Linked DNA regions of Rattus norvegicus: region 2 is linked to region 1. The links are chromatin contacts, called in public Hi-C maps. All regions are on one chromosome and are shown on one strand. The core of a region is the stretch at or near the end of the contact, and the rest is flanking DNA. Distances in the headings are between cores, read along the strand shown. Region 1 holds the start of Atad1 (ATPase family, AAA domain containing 1). Region 2 has its middle 320 kb from the start of Pten.

The links. Hi-C and Micro-C count contacts between places; a contact is called where the count stands out from the background.
Region 2: a Hi-C map of Schwann cells shows a contact between it and region 1, with 2.6 times the contacts expected there. The contact joins the enhancer-like site here to the promoter of Atad1 in region 1. A contact is called at or near these places in 2 of 12 Hi-C or Micro-C datasets (Schwann cells and kidney).

Annotation. Positions count from the first base shown.
Region 1 is chr1:239,997,736-240,004,292 of GRCr8, forward strand. It overlaps Atad1 (ATPase family, AAA domain containing 1), which reads right to left and starts at 4,222. Exons shown (of 10, transcript NM_001035002.1): 1 at 4,195-4,222.
Region 2 is chr1:240,359,939-240,366,495 of GRCr8, forward strand. No RefSeq gene overlaps it. Among named protein-coding and RNA genes, the nearest start is that of Pten, 320 kb to the left of the region's middle. Within about 2 kb of position 2,698, at least 3 of the 93 cell types and tissues checked have an H3K27ac peak or open chromatin away from gene starts, as enhancers often do. A contact at or near this core is called in Schwann cells, where this site is marked.

The DNA.
Region 1 (6,557 bases), core at 2,972-5,471:
TTTAAATAGCTACAGCAACAACGAACAGACTCATTTGTCTCCCACACAGATGTTTCAAGTTTTTCAAAACCTGCTAAAACTTAAATATGCACTTTCTTAATTGGTAAGTGGCATTAAACTTTCTGAACCACCCTTTGCTTCCAAAAACAAAGTAAATATGAAACAAGAGAACTTTCAAAAAATTAAAACAAGAAAATTACAGTACTGATGGACTGGGGATTTAGCCTGGCAAGTTTCAGATTGTGGGTTTGGTCAAGTGGGGCAGGGGAGGGAAAGGCTGGGGTTAAAGTATTTGCTTAAAAAAAAAAATCACGGGCTGGAGAGATGGCTCAGTGGTTAAGAACACCCGACTGTTCTTCCAGAGGTCATGAGTTCAATTCCCAGCAACCACATGGTGGCTCACAACCATCTGTAAAGAGATCCGATGCCCTCTTCTGGTGTATCTGAAGACAGCTACAGTGTACTTATATATAATAAAATAAATCTTTAAAAAAAAAAATCACAACAACAGCAACAACAAAACCCCTGCAAACTATATATTTGACAAGTGGTTAATAACTATAATCTGTAATGCATTTAAAAACTTAAAACACACAAACACCACCCAATCACTAAATGATAAACAGTACAGTCCTCATGGGAATAAATACATATGGACAATAAATATTTTAAAGTGTTTAACATTTTTAGCCAGCAAAGAAATGCAAATTAAAACTGACTTGATACTCCATCTTACCCAGTCAGACTGGATAACATCAATAAAATAAATGCCAGTGAGGACATGAGGGAGCAGGAATCATATTTTTACAATACCGGCAGGTATGAGAGCTCTGCAGCCACTACAGAAATCACCATGGAGGTGAATTATATACCACGAACCCAAAGAACTGTAATTCAGCATCCCAGAGATCCTTAAACAACTACGCTTTTTGCTACACTATTCCTAATAGCCAAGATACAGAACTAGCCTAGGTGTCCATCAACAGATAAATATTTAGAGAAAATGGGATTTTAGAGTGTTATAAAGAAAGAAATTATCATTTTCAGGAAAATTAATGAAAATTAGAGACTATTGTGGTAATTAAATAAGCAGGATCAGAAAGACAAATGTTGCATGTTCTCAGCAAAATTACAGGTATGAAGTAGCAACAAAATAAGTTTATTGTTTGGGGGTCACCACAACATGAGGTATTAAAAGGTAGCAGCACTGGGAAGGGTGAAAACCCATGGTCTAAGAGGAAGGAGAAACAAGGGAGGGTTTGGACTGATTACATGTGACCTGAGAGGATCTGGACATGGGGCTCACATATGCAATACCTGTGCCTGTGAGGCTGAGGCAGACTGCCATGCGCTAGAGGCCTGTCTGGAGTACACAGCGAGTTGTAAGATGGCTTAGACTACGATGAGACCCTAAACAACTCGGAATGGGGTAAAGGGAGGTGATGTGACTGCTTTTAAATGTGGTCCACCCCTGAGCTACTACAACAACCAGGTTTACAGCAGGAACCAGCTTCAATGTCAAAGGCAACACTTTCACAGAAACAAGCTCATCAGGACTGATGTGACTCACATTTTAGGAGATAGGTATCAGTGTCTAACAGTGTCATTCAGCCTTGGCAAGGGCTGGGGGAAGGGGAGGATAAGGAAAAATACTCATACATATTATCTCACCTAGAAATAAATAAATCTAAATCTAGACTGCTCAGGTAGGTGCTGTGGGCCTTACACTAATACCCATGTTCCTTCTACTTCTAAAATAGTTACCTTTCTTACTACTGCTAAGTTAAAATAATTCTCACTAGCTTCTCTGGAATGGCTCTAACATGTATACTTGTAAAGAAAAACCTCCCAATTCTTTCAGCCATCCAACATCATCGTCAGACTTGTAAAGCATTTACTTGCAAGTCAGGGTTCATACTTCTCAGCTATTAGGAGCCATTCCTATCACAATTATTTAAATAACCAACTGCAAGCTCTCAGATTGGGTAAAGAAACTTTGGTCTAGGATGATAAGTAATTCAATAAGAACTTAAAGAACCCTACTGTATTTGATATATAGTGGCTACTATATAATTACCCAAAATTACAATCGTTCTATTAATTACTAAAAACAAAAAAAAATGGAACTGATTTAGCCACCAAATTATAATCGCCTAATCTAACAATTCAGTCTGGCTAAGTATCTGTAGTATTATCCATTTGTATGGATCTCAGAAATAGGACACATGTAATCAACTTCTCAAAGGACCTGAAAATTTTACTTTTGTTGTCTATATCCCAATAAAACTGCAAATACAGTTGATAATGACCCAATAGATGGGGCAAGGGCTTTGTTAATAATCTGAAAAGTCATGACATTCCAATAAAAAGTTTGGGTTTTCTGGTTTCAGTCAGAGCTGTGTTCAGTGGCACAAGCCTGTCAATCTCAACACTCAGCAGACTATAAGGAAGACTGAAGGTCCAAGGTTAAGGAGCAAGGCTAACCTGGGCTACAATGGGTTCAAGATTAATCTAAAGTACATAAAACATTCCTGCCTCCAAAATCCAAGAATTTAAACTGGCACATTGAAATGCCATCTACTGGGCAGTCCCTGAATCACAATGATAAATCAGGGTTATGGGTTATTCCTAAAGCATAGTTCCTTAAAGTCATGAAGACAGTAACAATTTTTTATTTTTGCTTATGGAGAGATAAGGTTTCTCTGCATAGTCCTGGATGGCCTGGAACTCACTCTGTAGACCTGGGGCTGTCCTCAAACTAAGAGATCTGCCTGTCCCTGCCTCCCAAGAGCTGGAACTAAGGCTGTTTGTCACCATACCTGGTAACAGTAACAATTTTTTAATCCTATCGAAAAAACCACCAACAGACAAATCTCTTGCTTCTATGTCTTCCTAGTCCAGTATTAACATTGACTCAAGGCAGATTTAAGACAATTGACTCCGTGTCTAGGCAGAGGTTGGTGGTGGTAGCAGCAGCTAAAATTTGAGTAAAGAGGAAACCCATAGAATGGGAGGATGTCTTTACCAACTGTCTGACAGAGGATTAATGTCCACAATATATAAAGAACTCGAAAAACTGTCGGCTGATGGTGGCTGACGCCTTTAATCTTGGCACCTGGGTGGTAGAGGCAGGCAGATGTCTAAGCTGGAGACCAGCCTGGTCTTCAGAGTTCCAGGACAGCCAGGGCTACTCAGAGAAACCGTATCTCAAAACTCAAACATAAAAACAAAAGACTACTGCTCCTCTAAATCCTTAAGTGACTTCAAAATCCTGAAATGAAACTGAAACATTCTGCTTTGTAGGCAGTGACTGGAAATACTTTCTTTATACAGTCTCCACAGATGAGATATATATATACATATCCATCTATCATTCATAAAACCTAAGCATGATAGATATATCCACGATGCGAAATAGCTGCAAGTGTAGAGAATGTATTTCAATTTTGCATCAACACTTATTTTATCAAAATATACGCATTGCTGCATACAGCTAAGAAACACCACAAGACCAGTGAAATTCACAATCACCTTTAAACGAATATAATTTTAAATCTTTTCACTTTAAACTCTGGTTTCGGTGTCGATACCCTGTCTCTGAGCAACTTACTAACGTTTATACTGCAGTATTTCCTAAGTTCACTGCAGTGTTCTACAAATGGTCTCTCAACTCAAAGTCCCAACTCTGTGCCTATCAAGGCCCTGAAGACGCAGCCTGTGACAATGAATTAGGCCAGGCTTCGCGTAGAGGGCAGGTCCTTATTAACATCAGCATCTTGTGTGAAAGCATGGCCAGCACTGAAGAAACACCTCCGCCTCTGCACAAAGAGGGAGGAGCAGGGCCGGCACGAGCGGACCGGCTCCTTCCAGCCGCCCTCTTACAAGCCTGGTCCTGAGGTCGCCCTGAGGGCCCCCAATCCTCCAGTGACCAGGCCGCCTACAAGAGATGTCCTTGTGAGTGGCCGGAGTCTCCCGCCAGCGCTGAGACCTAAGGGCTTGCGCCGGGCCGGGCGCCAAGGCGAGGCCCCGGACGCCCTTGGAGGTTAATCCGCTGGATCCGGGCGGCGCTCAAATGTGACCAACGTGGGGGCAGGTGACTGTCGGGCTGGTCTCCCCAGGTGAGCGCCAGGCCCTGGGGGACCGGGAGGGATAGGGGACGCACCTGGCCCGGCCCCGCGGGAACCCGCTACTCACCCAGAGGTAAGACCAGAGACGACAGAAGCATTAGCCCGGCCTCGCACAGGAAAGAAATGCGGCCTGGGAGAGAACGCTTCCGGGGGCTGGAGCCCCGCCCCCGCACGGAGCATGCGCAGTCCCTGCCGAGCCGGTGTGCCAGTCTAAGGCACCGAGACGGTGGCGCAGTGCAGGGCGATCTAGTTTCCCCAACCTACACTAATAGCGATCTAGTATCCGCTGTGCCGATACATTCAGAAAGGTAGATAGGATGAACAGAGTGCTCTCCAAAGGGCTCTTAGTTCAGCTTCAGAGACTCAGAAACCTAACTGGGAAAGACGCTTGACACATGAAATCCCTTGCTACTCTGGAGCTGTACACAACCCTGAGAGAGAGAGAAGCCTTTTACAGAAGGCAAAGAAATGCTTCCCTGGTTTGATAAACTTCCACCACCCGCTGCAAGTCCTCACGCTGCTGCGCAGACGCGCATGGCCTCACCATCTGCCTTTCGGTTTCTAGGGTGAGCTCACCCCTCCTCCCCCATCTCTGTACTGATGACACCTGGAGGTGGTGCCTGAGAGACTGCTGAACGCTTGAGCAGTCAGGCAGACAAGAGAGGTCTGGCAGTTGGGTCAGAATAGGGCATCTGGTGACAGGTTTTGCATATTGATGGCTTTTTTTTTTCATTTACCCCTTCCTCTTGCGAAGTGAGGGACGTGACACCAAGATTCCAAGGAACCATATCTAAAAGCCAGCCACTTCTGAATATATACACTACCAAGGAACAAGATAAGTAAACACTGCCTCTAAACAAAAGGGACATCATCGCTTCAGATAAAGGCAGTGGGACTACGAAGGAATAAGACAGATTTCTTAAGACCTCTTTATATTCCTGGAGGAGGCAATTTGTTTCGCTCTGTTGTCAGGATCATCTTTAAGGACTAAGGAATTCTGCAGCCAAGCTGGGCTTAGTATTCCATGCCTGTTTTTCCAGCATTGGGATGGCTAAGCAAGGAGAATTGCTTTATATCCTGGACCACATAGTAACACACTGCTTCCTCCCTCTGCTGACAATTATATTAGTAAACAATGTTTGTCAATAGCTGTGGGGAGAGACAGCCCAGCAGTGCTGCCAGGTCCTGGAAAGTTCCTTGTTAAAGGACTGTATTGGGGTTCACTAGAATGAATAGATATTAAGGAGTTTGGGTTTTTGTTTTAATTTTAGGTTGGTTGACACAGCGTAGTCTTGAGTGGTCCAACAATGGCTGTTCTGGTAGCTGCACAGTGCTGGAGGATACATGCCTCAGCCGTCCAACAAGACTCCAAAAGCTTTAAGGATGCCTGGAGACCACTACTACTAGTCTTTAGGAGTAAGAATCTGGATTCTGATTTCAGTGAAAGATGCCAGAGACAGCAATATTAACAATGGCAGAAATACTAGAAACTCGCCAGCATATGAAAAGGCAAGCAAAATGAATGTAAATCTTTGGGGCTCCCTTATGTTTGGGCCAATATCTGGTCTGCTCAAGTTCACAATGAGTCTATCAATTAGCCTAGTCCAGAGATTCCTTCTCAAGTATGCCTAGGGACTTTTCTCTGTGATTCTAGACCTTGTCGGTTCTGTCAGTTGACAGTATTGCCATCACTGTCGCTGGGACCTCCAGATAAAGTCAGATCCTTGACTATGCATTCTCCTCCTCCTCCTCTCATCATCAACAATACATAAAAAGGAGTTAAGACAAAACGGGGAAACTGGAAAGATGGCTCAGTGGTTAAGAGCTCTGTCTGCTCTTCCAGAGGTCCTGAGTTCAATTCCCAGCAACTACACAGTGGCTCACAACCATCTGTGATGAGATCTGATGCCCTCTTTTGCTGCCATGCTTGAAGATAGTAACAGTGTACTCATACACATAAAATAAATAAATCTTAAAACAAAGTGGGTTTATTAAGTAAAGATATGTGATAATACATCTGGTCCAAGCTTGGAGACTTGGGGGCAGAGAGTCATAAGACAGTATACATGATCAAAATAAATGTTGATGCTTATTTCCTTTCCAGTGGTCTGCCTATCTCTGCTGTACCTAATGTTTTAATTTAGGAGATTTCTTTCATCTAGGCCTTAAGAGATCAAATTACTGCCCAAAGGACGCTCCATCCTACCACAAGGACAACTGCTCAACTGTGTCCATAGCAACTGTATTCATCAGAGCCAGAAAGTGGAAACAAACTAGATGTCTCTCAACATTAGAATGGAAAAAGAAAATGTAGTACATTTACACAATGGAGTATCACTCAGCTGTCTTTTTAAAAAAAAAAGGGATTGGGGATTTAGCTCAGTGGTAGAGCGCTTGCCTAGCAAGCGCAAGGCCCTGGGTTCGGTCCCC
Region 2 (6,557 bases), core at 1,448-3,947, 360 kb after region 1:
CCTAATTCAGTGTGATTGATGGCCTTCCAGGGATCTCTCTCCTCTCTCTCTCTCTCTCTCTCTCTCTCTCTCTCTCTCTCTCTCTCTCTCATCATTTCTCTCCTCTCTCTCCCCTCTCCTCCTCTCCTTTCTCTCTTCCTCTCTCCTCTCTCTCCTCTCTCTCCCCTTCTCCTTTCTCTCTTTCCTCTCTCCCTTCTCTCCTCTCTTTCTCTCCTCTCTCCCTTCTTTCCTCTCTCTCTACCCCTCCATCCTTTCTCTCCTCTTTCTCTCTCCCCCTCTCTCTCCCCATCTCTCCTTTCCCCCCCTCTTTCTCTCTCTCTCTTGAGATCGCACAATGGAAAATCCATTTATGGTATAACAAGGGCCTGGCCTTCTACAAGCCAAGGAAGGAACCATCACCAAAAAGTCATCCTACAAGCACCTTGGTCATGGGTGCCCAGATCCCAGGATGATGAGAAAATAAACTGCTGCTGTCCAAAGCATCAAGTCTGACATTGTGTTAAGGTAACCCACGTAATCGAGTCATACTATCTGGTTGATGTGATCACCAAGTCCACTTTACAGGTCAGAAAACAGAAGCTCAGAGAGATGACGTAACTGACTGGTGAAGTACTTCCAGCAAATGTCTCCCTAGGCCTGTGCTCTACTGGGGAGCACAGAGCTCTCTACTATCCTCACTTACTGTAGGTGTAGCTTTCAGGTTCTGAGCAGTCGGTGCAACCTCCAACCTATGGATGGCCGGAAGCTGAGAAAGTGCTCCTAGCTTTACATTGGGATTGGGGGGGAGCAAGAATTTAGCTCAGGAATGAAGCTTCTTCCGAGAACTGCCCAGTGACACAAGGTCAGCCACCTGGAGAAAAAGAACCCAAACGATGTGGGTTGTTCCCATATTTATATTTGCGACCGCAATAAATTCTTTATGGTGTATCTCCATTTGATGCAGATTTTATCGTGTCTCATGTCAGACACAAGGAAAATGCCTAGTTACATAATACATTTTTTAATATTAATAAAAAGCATAAAAGGCGTTTCTAAAGCATTTCTCAGTTTACCTCTCCTTGGTGATGTCAGCCTCTTCCCTGATACTCACCCACTGCGTCTGCCCTGGGGCAAATGACACCTCTGCAAAGAGTAGGCAGAAATGATGCCTGGGAAAGCTCTGACATAAAGGCTGGAAAAGCCCAGTGTTTCTATCTCAGTAAAGAGGGAGGCAGAGAGACATGCACACTCTGTCCTTTTAGGCCTTTTTTCTCCAGTCTCAGGGTAGAACCTCAGTTAGCAGGAGAGGGATGAATTCTTACATGTTGGAAACACTTCAAGGTCTTAAGAGAATATTGAGTCCGGTGAGTGGTCTGTCGCCCTCAGGGTAGGCTTGAGGAACCGAGGGCTCATATCATCAGCAGTTTTCAAGCCTGGCGCTGTTGTAATACACTCTACTTCACAGGGCTTGTCAGCTGCCCTGTCCCTTGTAAGATGTTAAGTCACTTCTCAGGCTGGGACTATACCCCCGCTGTTAAAATAAATGTCTCCAGAAAGTCAAATATCTCCTAGCAGCAAAGCTATGCTCCCTTCCTTCTCATAGGAACCAGCATCTGGTGAGACGGATAGCATTTGGCCCAATGTGGATCCACAGTGAACGGTACTATCAGTGAGAGAGGCCTCCTATCTCTTTCAGGGCTTTCACTTGGCAAGCAGAAAATCACAAAATGACAGTATGCCATGATGGTGGCGAGCAGAGGAGCTGGACGTGGACAGGGATGGAGGTCAGAGAGCGGTAACACTGCAGGATCTGTAAGCGGATGCCAAGACTCACAGACGTCAGTGAAGTCTCTGTCAGGCCAGAGGACCCTGCTGAAGGCACAGGGTGTCCTGGTTCTTACATTTGACTTCTACCTCACTTGTGAGAAACGTTGGGAACTCTAAACGACCCAAACAAGATGAAAGGATGCAGAAAAAAAAAAAACATTCAAGATGAGAGGACAGTGTTGAGGAACTGTAAACTGGCCCATCTAAAATTTTCCCTTTCCCAGCTCCCAGTCTGGTAATAGAAAACTGGGGTCTGTTCCACCAGTAATGGACAAAGTAAGACTATATTTTCCTTGTATATTCAAAGAAGATTGTGAGCCCCTGTGTGGCACATAATAGTAATAAGAATGGCAGGTATGTTGGAATTAGATGCTTCCCGGATGCTAAGAAGTATACCAGGCTATGGTATTTAACCTTCCAGGCAGCAGACCCATAGGACAACTGTTTCCAGTCACAGCCAGCCCGTCACTTATGAGAATCGTTTTACTGGTTCAAGTGATGGACCCTGTATACAAACCCAGGCAGAATGACTCCTGTCCCCGATTCTCTCATGCCTCTGCCCTGCTGCCTTCTTACAACGGGGTGCTTTGTGTCTGGGTCCCAAACCTATTCACTTATTTCTCTCGTGGTCCTGGTGGAAAAATCGTGCCATTCCATCTCTTGTCTGCCTCCGTGTTTAAGGAGACTTTCCAGCATTTAATTCCTACTGAGTACCGACTTCTTTTCTCTGGGGAGCTAAAATACTCTCAACAACAGAAAAAGAACTAAAGGGAGCATTTGTTGTAGTAAATTATTCATGGTAAAGAATTTGCTACACTCGGGGCAACAAAGACGCGTTTGTGTGTGGACTCCAAGGGTGGCATCTGGGTCATGCTGGGTACCATAAGCAGAGCGTTGAACAATGAACTTATCTCTCAGCCCCCTGAAGAGACTGATGGGACAATGCTTTGTAGACTGAGTTATTGACCACTCAGCTTTGCCAGGACCACTGCGCTCTGAAACAGGAAGGACTGGGCCTTTTCAGAGATAAAATCAATTACATTAAAATGAGTCTTTTTGTCATCGTCGTTGTTGTTCTTTCCCTGCCGTCGATTTCTCTTTGAAAACAGCCTGTGTTCTATTTACAGTGTCTTCATTACCAGGACCAGCCTTAGGAATCCACTTCCGGTCTGAGTGCACGAAACGCCAAGTTGGATATCCCAAGTGTGGTCCACGTAAGGTGGCCGAATCCTCAAAATTTCAGGGGAAAACCCAACAACGGCCCAGTATTAAAGAAGTCATGGTCATTGATACATTTAAGGGGCTAGAGAGACAACAACAACAACAACAACAACAACAACAACAACAACAACAACAACAACGTCATCTTCTGCATGAAGGGTAGCTGTGCCCGATTAAAAATGCCTGTGGAATTCTGACACCCTTACTCCAAAACAGCGGGTTCCTAGTTCTTCTTTTGAATCTGGGTTGGTCTGTTATAATTTGACCCAGAGAACACACGGTGAAAGCGATGCTATACCGGCTCTGAGTGTGCGAGCATGCGCAGCTTCCTTCTGTCTTGATTCAGGGGGACACTGACCTCCATGTTAGAAGGCTGATTACCTTCGGGTGGCAGTGCTGTGAGGAAAAGGAGCCATACCAGGGATTGTACTCTCTCTCTCTCTCTCTCTCTCTCTCTCTCTCTCTCTCTCTCTCTCTCTCTCTCTCTGTGCGTGTGTGCGCGCGCGCGTGCGCGCGTGCAAGGGAAAAAGAAGGGGGAAGGGGGAAGGGGACGGGAGAAAGAATTCAGCAAATGTGTTAAGGGAAGGAGGGATCCTCTACTCGCAAAAGTGGACCCTCTAGACCCAGCTGCTGAGCTAATACCTAAAAGACTTGAAGATAAATCACCCAGCTAAATCCTTTCAAAATTCCTAACCTACATTGTGCATTAAACGAGACATTGTTGCTTTCGGGTCTGGCTGATGTGGGCCATGATGTTGGGTACCTTCCCCAAATACTCTTCATCTTACTTTTTGAGTCGGGCTCTTGTTGAACCTGGAGCTCACCTTCAGCTAGACTGCCCGCCTGTACGGTGGGCATTCGGGATCTTCCTGTCTCCCGCTCCCCAATACTGAGATTACAGTCCTGGGCTACACCCAGCTTTTACACCGTACACGGGTCAAACCCATATTCTCAGGCTTACATGACAAGAACTTTACGAACGGAGACAACTCCCCCATCTTCGAATTTAAAAAATGTGTAGTTGTATGGATTCTTTGAAGAGCTCATATGCATGTGCAATATAACCTGATCACTCTACAGCTGCCCCCAACTGCCCCACCCCCAGGAGTGCCTATCACATCTCTCTCCCAACTTCACATTCTAGTCTTATATGTATTTATTTGTTTATTTATTTTAATTTAGTCAAATGAAGTGCTGCCTGAATTCCCTTGGGTATGGGGAACATAACAGTGGCTCCATTCCTAAAAAAAAGAGCCTACCCAGAAGTTCTCAACTGTCAATAGTTCTTTGCCAAGCCTGGCTCCTCCAGAACTCTTCCCCAATCCTTGCTAGAAAAAGTAACTGGCCTTACACAGACCTCGTGCCAGGAATTTTAGCTGTTGTGAGTTCACATGTACAACAGTCTTAATGTGTCTAGAGAACAGAATTTCACAGCATTTCTCCCTACCCTCTGACTCTTACATGCCTTCTGTCCCCTCTTGTGTGATGTTGAGCCTTGGGGGAAGGGGCTTGAAGTAGCTATCCGTCTACAGATGAACACTCATCCTGGTTTATTCTCAATTCTTAGGACCGTCACGTGTCTCTGCACTAATCACTATCAATTGTAATAAGAAGCTTCTCTGACTGGGTCAGAGACAGCACAAATCCATAGATAAAAAGCATATTTAGAAGGGAGTTTAACAGTTATGACCACTTAGAGAAATACCAATAGGTCTCCTTTAGAACCCATGACTTCCCTCGGTTTTGGCCATGTCTATAGTACAAGCATAAATTCCTTCCTGTGGAACAGACCTTAAATCCAATCAAGATAGGGATTGATTACCTCTCATAAACACTCTTGTATTAGTGGACCATATCTTGTCTGACAGGTCGGTTTTGTGGCACATGGGGTCTAGTGCTGGATAAGATATTGATGTTTTCCCCCAAGTAACCCCTTCTAGCATTATGAAAGCTATTCAACATGGAACACTTTCTGGTCAATTTAGAGCTAATTTCCATGTGTTTTGCAACCAAAGAATATGGTGTCATCATCAATAGGCTCTTATGATGGGCAACAAAGAGTTTGCACAATTCGGGTGTCTCTGGAGCCTCTCTGTTATTCTTCAAGTTTATATGAAGATATTTATCACCTCCACTAAGTTCACAGACTGTGTCTCCATTCTCTCTGGTTGTCTTCTCCCTGAACCTGTACACCATGCAGGGTTCCTTCTCAAAAGCCTCAGCTAGGTCCCAGGGTCTAGCTCTCTTCCTTATCTTCCTGCTACCTCAACCACAGGCAGAATTTATTCCATTTCAAATGTCGTGAGGCCACAAAGGATACAGTGATTCTTATTATCCAGTTTCCTTCCTTCAGGATAGGTGCCTGAACCAGAAGCCAAGAAAAGGTTTGTCCCAAGAAAGCAAGGCCAAGTTGGGGCAGGCTCTGTATTACCTGGGTCATCCCTGGGTACCTGTGGTCCTCTGCCTCACCCCACATCTACATATGGCTGTACCCAGGTACCCCCCTGTCCTTAGCACAGAGGCCTCGTGTCATGTGGACATGAGTTCTGTGCAGAACTTTTGAATTTAAAGAATGGACTAAGTCACAGAACAGGACAGTTCTACTTGCTCCCTCAGTTTAATTGGTTCTGATGAGGAAAACCTTAAGATACAAGCTCTCTTGTTGAAAAATTCGGTAAAGCCATTTCCCAAACACCCATCCCTGATCTATTCAAGGAAAAACCCATCACCACCCACAGACCAGCCTCCCAAATGGGAAAAGAAATAAAAAAGATCCTTTTGCATAAATGATGGGAATCTTATGCTGAGTGAGAAAACTGGTGAAAGAAGTTAAAAGTGATCCCAAATGAATAGACGGGCAGAGAAAAACTAACGAATTTTAGTTTCTAAATTGTTGCCTGGAATACTCCATAGAGTCCCAGGGCACCATTGTTAAGTAAGGGTCTTAACAATGTTCTGGACCTACATCACAGAGCTTGGAGGTGGAAATGGGAATCTTCCGTGGCTTCCACATGCCTCTTGTGTTCACTGAAGTCTGAGAATGATTGTCCTTGATTTATTTACTTTACTAATAAATTTCGTGAAGCATATTTTGTGACAGTAAGCTCTGACTTGTTGTCTTTTTAAAGACACACGCAAGGAGGGGGTGTGGGTGGGGAGAGGAGGGAGGAAGGGAGAAGGGGGGAAAGGGAGGAAGGAAAGGAGGGAGGGAGAGAAGGAGGGAGGGAGGGAGGGAGGGAGGGAGAGAGAGACAGAGAGAGAGAGAGAGAGAGAGAGAGAGAGAGAGAGAGGGTTTTATGAGATTCTAATGGGGAGGGGGAGGGTTATGAAGAAAGGCTAATTTAAATCCTTATGTGTGGTTTTTAGACCTGAAGAAACCACCACACACCCGTTCCCTACTGCCTTATCTTCTTCCTTTAAAGTCGGTGCTATGCATGATTGCTTTCTGCCTTTCCCCCTTTGGGTTTTTGAGCCACAAGGGAAATTCCCAGGTGCAAGTACATTTGGTCTTCTGCCTCAGGAAAGACTCT